Regions from separate parts of the Mus musculus genome. Here region 1 is linked to region 2. A link is a contact called in public Hi-C data. All regions are on one chromosome and are shown on one strand. Each heading gives the region's core, a stretch centred on a gene start, on an enhancer-like site or on the middle of the called end of the contact. The rest is flanking DNA. Distances are from core to core; before and after follow the strand shown.

Evidence for each region. A called contact is a pair of places that touch in the nucleus more often than the background predicts.
Region 1: a contact with region 2 is called in a Hi-C map of liver, with 2.0 times the contacts expected there. The contact joins two enhancer-like sites. A contact is called at or near these places in 3 of 484 Hi-C or Micro-C datasets (liver, nephron progenitors and uterus) and 1 of 9 other capture datasets (liver).

Annotation. Positions count from the first base shown.
Region 1 is chr10:125,344,305-125,347,929 of GRCm38.p6, reverse strand. It overlaps a transcript of Slc16a7 not described here. Among named protein-coding and RNA genes, the nearest start is that of Slc16a7, 37 kb to the right of the region's middle. Within about 2 kb of position 1,414, at least 4 of the 459 cell types and tissues checked have an H3K27ac peak or open chromatin away from gene starts, as enhancers often do. A contact at or near this core is called in liver, where this site is marked.
Region 2 is chr10:125,268,809-125,272,206 of GRCm38.p6, reverse strand. The region is part of intron 3 of Slc16a7 (solute carrier family 16 (monocarboxylic acid transporters), member 7); the gene reads left to right. Among named protein-coding and RNA genes, the nearest start is that of Slc16a7, 38 kb to the left of the region's middle. Within about 2 kb of position 1,691, at least 22 of the 459 cell types and tissues checked have an H3K27ac peak or open chromatin away from gene starts, as enhancers often do. A contact at or near this core is called in liver, where this site is marked.

The sequences.
Region 1 (3,625 bases), core at 165-2,664, 76 kb before region 2:
CTTCACTGTACCATGACTCTGAGTCTCTATGAGTGCGTGCTAGTTTTCTGCTGGAGGTTAAAATTATTTAAATATGTGTCAACTTATTTCTGTTTACGCCCTTTGTTCCTTTTTCACCATTGAAATTCTGGACACTGTGAGAGGTATTATGGCTATAACATATCCATGTGACTCGTGTGTGTGTGTGTGTGTGTGTGTGTGTGTGTGTGTGCACATGTGTGAGTGTGTGTATGTCTATGGATATGTTTGTGTATGTATGTGTTTATACATATGTATGTGTGTATATGCATGTGTACATGTATGTGTGCATGTGTGTGTACTGAAAAATATGGAATTAGAGATATAGATAGTCATGTATTAACAATGTTAGTGAGTGCTTTAAGGAAAACAGTAGCATCATTCCTTAAGTAGATTACAGAGAAACATTCTCAGGTGCTTTCTTCACTGTGGCTAAGAGTAATTAGATTTACAATGTAACTTACTGTAACCTAAGAGGATGCTTAAAATAGCTTTAGCGAAGTGGTACTGCACAAGTGTAATCAAGCCCAGAAATTCGAACGCATCAGCCTCTCGACAGCCTTTTCACTGTGCAGATGGGTTTGTGGTGAAATTTAGAATTGTTAGAGAAAAGTGTGACATCAAAACAGTCTTTGAAAGCTGAATAAATGTCATAGCTACTCCAGCGAGAGATGCAGACAGTGCAGTTATCAAGATGACCTACATCAGCTCTCAAAGAAGGATGAATATCCACAGTGATGACGCCTCTACTACCTTTTAGAGAGCAACATGCCTCCCAATTCAATTCATGAAGGGATATTATGCTGAAAATATGAGTAGAGCATTACCTAAGTAGGAATACTGACCTTCGGATATTGATATTTGACATAAAATTTTTACTAAGATAGGAAAATATTTCTTTTAAGACAAACAAAAACTGCACACACACACCAAAGAAAACAGCAAAATGTGAATTTTTATCAGTTTTTAACACCGAGAAACTGGCCTTTTAAGGCTTGTTTTATAATATAAATACCTAGTTTTTAAGAAATATTGGGACTGTAGAAGACACAATGGCCTGTTTGTGTGATGCTTATCTACTTTCACCTAGATACATGCCAGGCGTAGTTTGACTTTTTGACTCCTTTCTTGTCTAAAATATCTTCATAGGCAACAGAACCCAGCAATTTCCCAACAGGTAGATATACTTATGGTCAATGGTGAACTTCAAAAGCCTGAGACTGAGTTTCTGGGCCATCATGGAACAGCTAATATGCTTTCATAGCGTGTAAATATGTGTGAAAGGAAAGGAAAGGAAAGGAAGAATTAAAGCCAACGTCCTTTATGGACTCTGTCAGGCATGCTCAACCTTTAACCCTGGGAGTCAACAGTACCATTTGAGTTCACATTTGAGAACTTTGTAGTTGAGCTACAAAAGATAAGAAATTATGTAAAACCTCATAGCATTTAGAGCCAGTTCAGGCGGCTGTGTTTGATCACATTCACAGCTGGGGTATTTGCAACTTTAGCGTGAGGCTTCCCTCTCATTGCCTTCCCTGCAAAGTTCTTATCCGCTGAGTAAGTCTCCCAATCCTCCTTTTAAAAGCCACTCTGGAGTGCCATGCTCATAGGAGGGAAACTTCAAACTTTGCTTTAAGGAATAGATAGGAGCCCACTTACTTGAAAAAAAATGGACATTTATTGTCTCTTTTAAATTGGACCTCACACACTAAGATGGAGAAGACTCAAAGCTGTGAGATAACATGAAAGAGGTGTGGGGTGAAATTAGGGCATTTAGTAGAAGCAAAGCGATGCTGTCTCCATGATCCTTTGTTTCCTGCTTTGGTATTTGTGATTAGTAGAGTGGGGGTGAGTCGGTGACAAAGATAAAATGATGGAGTGGCTTTAGAACGGTAGCATGGTGGAGGTAGAATCAGCTTTGCTGGTACTAGTAAAGGGAGGGCATCTGAAGACCTTGAGGGAGGGACCAGGGCAAAAATGACATCCAACACAGACAGTAGAAAGCCAGAGGATTATGCCCAGCTATGAGAAACTACAGAGTCTGGTGATGGAAAGAGTTCCAGGAAGCTGCCAGGACTTTAAAGAACAAGGCTCTCAGATATCTCATGTCCAAGGGCTGAAACAGTGCCCACTGGAAGCTTAACATTTATACCGTGGAGCTGAGTGGTCCAAGAGTCTGTCAGCATGCAAGGTCTATTTAAGAGTTGTGAAACAAGCAGCCACTGCCTGCTCTTGGTTGCTGGGACCTGCTGCAGCTCCTCACTACTGCTAGAAACCTGGAATTGCAATGCCTTCTACATGCTAGGACTGCCCATGGTTCAAGCCCAGTCTGGGAGCTCCCAATATAAGTGTCATGAACCATTAGTCTCTGGCTTTTAAAATCTAGAGCAAAGGGGTTCCTAACTCATAGATTAGAACTTTGAGCTTGTGACTCTACAAGTCCTGTGCTTAGACCTTGGGCATTGTAAGCCTGGGATTGCTGGCAGTTCCTACATATCCACTATTCCTATTTAGACAGAGCAAAAGGACCTTGTGTTCAATTGGTTGGCACCAAAATTGGAATTATGCTGAGTTTTCTGTTAAATTCCTGAATGTGTGGAGAAGAGAAGGCAAGAGACTGGGAGTTGGCTATTAATTTGGAAGAAGTGTCAAGGACCTAGCCAATATCAAGGAGATCCTAGAATGAGATTGATAGAAGAGACATTAAAGACTGTATCAACAGCAGGAATCTATAGATTAGACGTACGGTATCAATGTTGAAGGCTTCAGTAACAGAGGTAGTCAAAGTCGCCATGAAGTTCAAGCTGGAAATGAATTATTTTAGAAAGAAGAGAATAGCGACAGGCAGAGGTCATGATATATTTTTTTTTGATGAAGTTACTGATTGCAGTCTGTGAGTATTGATTGCCATCATTAATTATGAGAGTATTTGGGGGTGGTGAAAAATGGATTTTGAAGACATGATCTAAAAGAAGATAGATGAGTCTTAGTGTTTAGGGTGAAGTGGCTTTAAAATGAATCTCAGTGAAGATGGATCTCTTCTCAGGAAAGAGAAGAGATAAAAATACAATGGCCACAGAAAAAGTCCATGGAGCCTTTTCATGTGCTACACCAGACCTGAATGGATGGAGAAAAGAAATATAACTCAGTCTTTGGAAGGGAAAATAGTTTGGCAACATTATAGAGTCCTGGTTGAAAAGGGTTGGTCTAATTGTTTCTAAGTGAAAGTCTACAGGGTGTAAAAGGCTGAGAAAGGCACCCAGAGTTGTGTGACAAAGTAGAGAGAGTGACCCAAACAGCAAATGCACAGGTGGATGAATAATAGGCTGAGAAATAGTATCATTGGAGGAAGGAGTTTATTTGGGTCATGAGATTAATATCCAGAGATGCATCATGGGACCTGAGGCCATCCTGGCTTTAGATGTGTAGCTGAGTGCATTTTCCTTTTTGTGTTGCAAATACAGCTGTCCCCTGGTTTAACACACACTTTCCTTTGTGGGACCTTGAGTGAATGACAGTTCTTGAGGCACTGGGCTTCTTTTACTCACTAATCAGTTCAGTAGGTCACTTGGATGAAATTAACTGGATTTATGCATCTAGTTTTGTG
Region 2 (3,398 bases), core at 442-2,941:
TGGCAATACCAGTACACTCTTGACTCTCCATGGAAGTCCAATAAAACACTTGACTAAGCACAGCCTTTTGTGCTTTCATAACCGTTATATAAGAGGAAATGAATCGTCTCCGTGTAAACAGATCATCTTTGTTAATATGCATCTCAAATCAAAGTAATTTGTCACTTAAAACTGGATTTTAAAAGTAGGCAGCGGAATGCAGATTGACAGTTCAGGAAAAGTTACACCCAGCATTCAAATAGCCCCGTGAGGACCATTGAGAGTTTACTGGGTTTGACACCTGCGTGAAGCCATCCAGTTGTCTAAAGTAAAAGGAGCTATAGGAGGGAGACCATCCTTTCAAAGTATAGAAAAGCACTTTCGTTCAGATGGCACTAAGCTGCTATTTCTGCAAATGGTTGTTCAGTTCTGCTTGGAGTCTCACTATGACCTTGCTACTTACTGGGAATCTTGGCTTGCAATTTCAAAACAGGAGCCCGTCAGTCAGTGCTTCAGGAAATCCTGCTGGCCTTCCCTTTCACTTCCTGCTGCCACACTTTCTCACTCCTGTCAGAGTTTGTGCAATCCCTAGTGCTAAAGGCAACAGCAACCCCTGGTAGCTTGTGTAAGTGCGCTGCCATCAGCACCGCCTTCCCACGCTGAGCACTTACCCCTCTCTAATGCTCTTTCACAGAGAGTCCCATGTCTGATATCAAAGTAAAAGTAGCCAAGAAGCAGAGTGCTGAAAATGGTGAACTGCTGGAGTTTCAAAGTTTCCTCCCAGTAATACACTATCTCAACGCATTGTAAATATCAGGAGCGGTGTTGTGATATGGGCATACATTAAATGCAGCTGCACCTGAATACGCATAAAACAAAGCAATATAGTAATAGAGTCATCACATTAATGGTTAAGGACATTCAGGTAGGCAGTCACACCATCTGAGCAAAACCCATGTATTTTTTTTCTTTTTCTAACTAATTTTGAGAGATAGTTAGATCCCAACTGGCATTAGTAAAGCCAGCATCTCTCTCCTGAAATATACTTATTTTCCACGTTGGAGTTGTCTCATTCTATTCTATCTCACTAAATTATGATTTTCTTAGTCACTTCAAAGAAGTTTCGGGCTCTTACACTGCTTTGACAGCTATTGTACAACAGTGTGTATTCACCCAACATTTCCACACGTGTGCAAAGGATCAATAGTCCCTATGTTCTTTAACATATTAAATGTCTTCAAGAATGAGTCCAGTGGACAACATCCTCACTGGCACTCTCCGAATTGATTAGTTCTTCATGTTAAGTTGTGATCCATCCCCCTACTATTCTAAATCTATACATTGTATTCATATATATATTCAACTTAGGAATCAAAACAGACTGCACTAAGACTTTCACCTTTCTGCAAGCTAAGTAGCAGAAAACAGTGAGACATTCCATTTGTAGACATGTTAACTGTGTAACATCCGTCCTCAGGCTTTGATCCTGTGGCGTTTGAAATAGCCGATGAGTATGAGAAGGTCAGAGTCATTCTTCTCTAAAAAGCAAAACTGAACTTCGAAAGGTTAAAAGACTGGCAGAGATCACAGGACCCGCTGTAGAAAAGCTAGCCTGGCAACCTTGCTTGTCATTGCTTCTAAGTGTGGGGGTAGAAGGAGAGAGTTCTGGATAAATGTGTAATGTTTGCTTTTCCCCATCATGGAGTTCACGGTGTTCTGAAGCGCTGTGGATCAGAAGTACACAGACTGAACTCTAATCTTTATTTCTTTGTGTGGTGACCATGTGATTCTTAGGCAAGCAAGCACAACTGTCAGAACCCGACTCCTTCGTCTGAAAAATGTTTACTCATGTCACTCTTGGCTCCTTCATGAAAAGTCATATGACCCACACCACAAAGGGAAAGTACTCTGGAAATGGCTGAGTGCTTTTATAAAATATAAGCAAGCATTGTTTCATGCTACCATAGCATTTCAGAGCACGAAATTATCCAGAAGAAAAAGTTAGAGGTGAAACCTAAACTCTACCAGTAAGAGGTACGTGATTGCAGCCAAGTCGTGAACTCAGAATCAGTTTTGTTCATTATAAAGCAGGGAATTAAGTGGTATTTATATCAGCAAAAATGTTGGGATGCCATGTACTACAGGCTGTGTGAAGAAATAGAAAATGAAAAGAAGGAAGGAAGTCTTCAAACACTATAAGTGGGTTCTAATAGTACAAACAGAGAGAGAGGGAAGAGGGGGGAGAGGAGAGAACAAGGAGAAGAAGAGAGAGGAAGAGAAGGAGGAGGAGAAGGAGGAGGAAGAAGAAGGAAGAGAAGGAAGGAAGGAAGAAGATGAAGAAAGAAAAGAGAGTCCTCTTTATCCTGTAATGTACTTAACATATTTTATGTCTGTGTTGTGAAATGTAATTTTTCCTGAATCTCCATGAGAAGTTTTTAAATTAATGAACCCAAAACAAGCACAAGAAGGCAAAGGACAGAGGACGGCCCTGCATGACCAAGAAGGCAAAGAACAGAGGACGGCCCTGCATGACCAAAACCTTACTTCTGATTCTGGACTGGGGAATCCTGTCTTAGATATTAAACTCTACCCTGAGTTTGATTCCTTTCTTTGTTCATTCATTAATTTTTCTGAAACCTTTGGATGCTTGCTTTTCTACCACTGTATCAGGGCCTTCAGAAGAGCTGAGGTAACATTTCTTATTGACCTTTATGGACAACTGATCGCCTCGCTCACTCTATTAAATCAATTTTGTGCCTGAACTAGATACAGTTAGCCTTTAGACTTAGCCACTCCAGGCTCTGTACCCTCCTCTTGCCAATACCAATTTTACAAATGGGGGTGTATTATTGTGTAAGAGTGAACATAAAAGGTGACTTTTACAATACCACAAAAACAAAAGGTTATTCATGTATGAACAAATATTCCGTAGTTGCCAACCCAAGAAAGACTCAACATGGGTTCTGACAGGTGTTCAGACATACTTAAATGGTAGACATGTTCCCTCAGTGTATTACTGTTTTTGTTTATCTGAATTCAAGTCTGACTTTCTGGATGTAGAGGTAATGAACAGAATATCAGAGGCTCAATTAGAGCCAGAAATATACCTAAACTTTCTTAAAGATACCTGGCATTGTAGACTTGCTAACTTATATCATTCACAAGTCCTCTTTTTTTTTGTAGCTAAACCTTATTCCCATATGTCAAGAATCCAATGGTGAAAACAGAATAATCCATGTTTCATGATGTTTATAATCTTAAAACGTTTTTCAAATCTTCAAATACTACCACAATTGCATACAATCCTGAATAGTCCTCTAGTTTCTTAAAATGCAACTGGAAACTTCCCTTTCTGTGTCAGCACCTATACAGTCCAATACAGTTGCCGTGTAACTAAATCATCTTCAAAAGAATTTAAA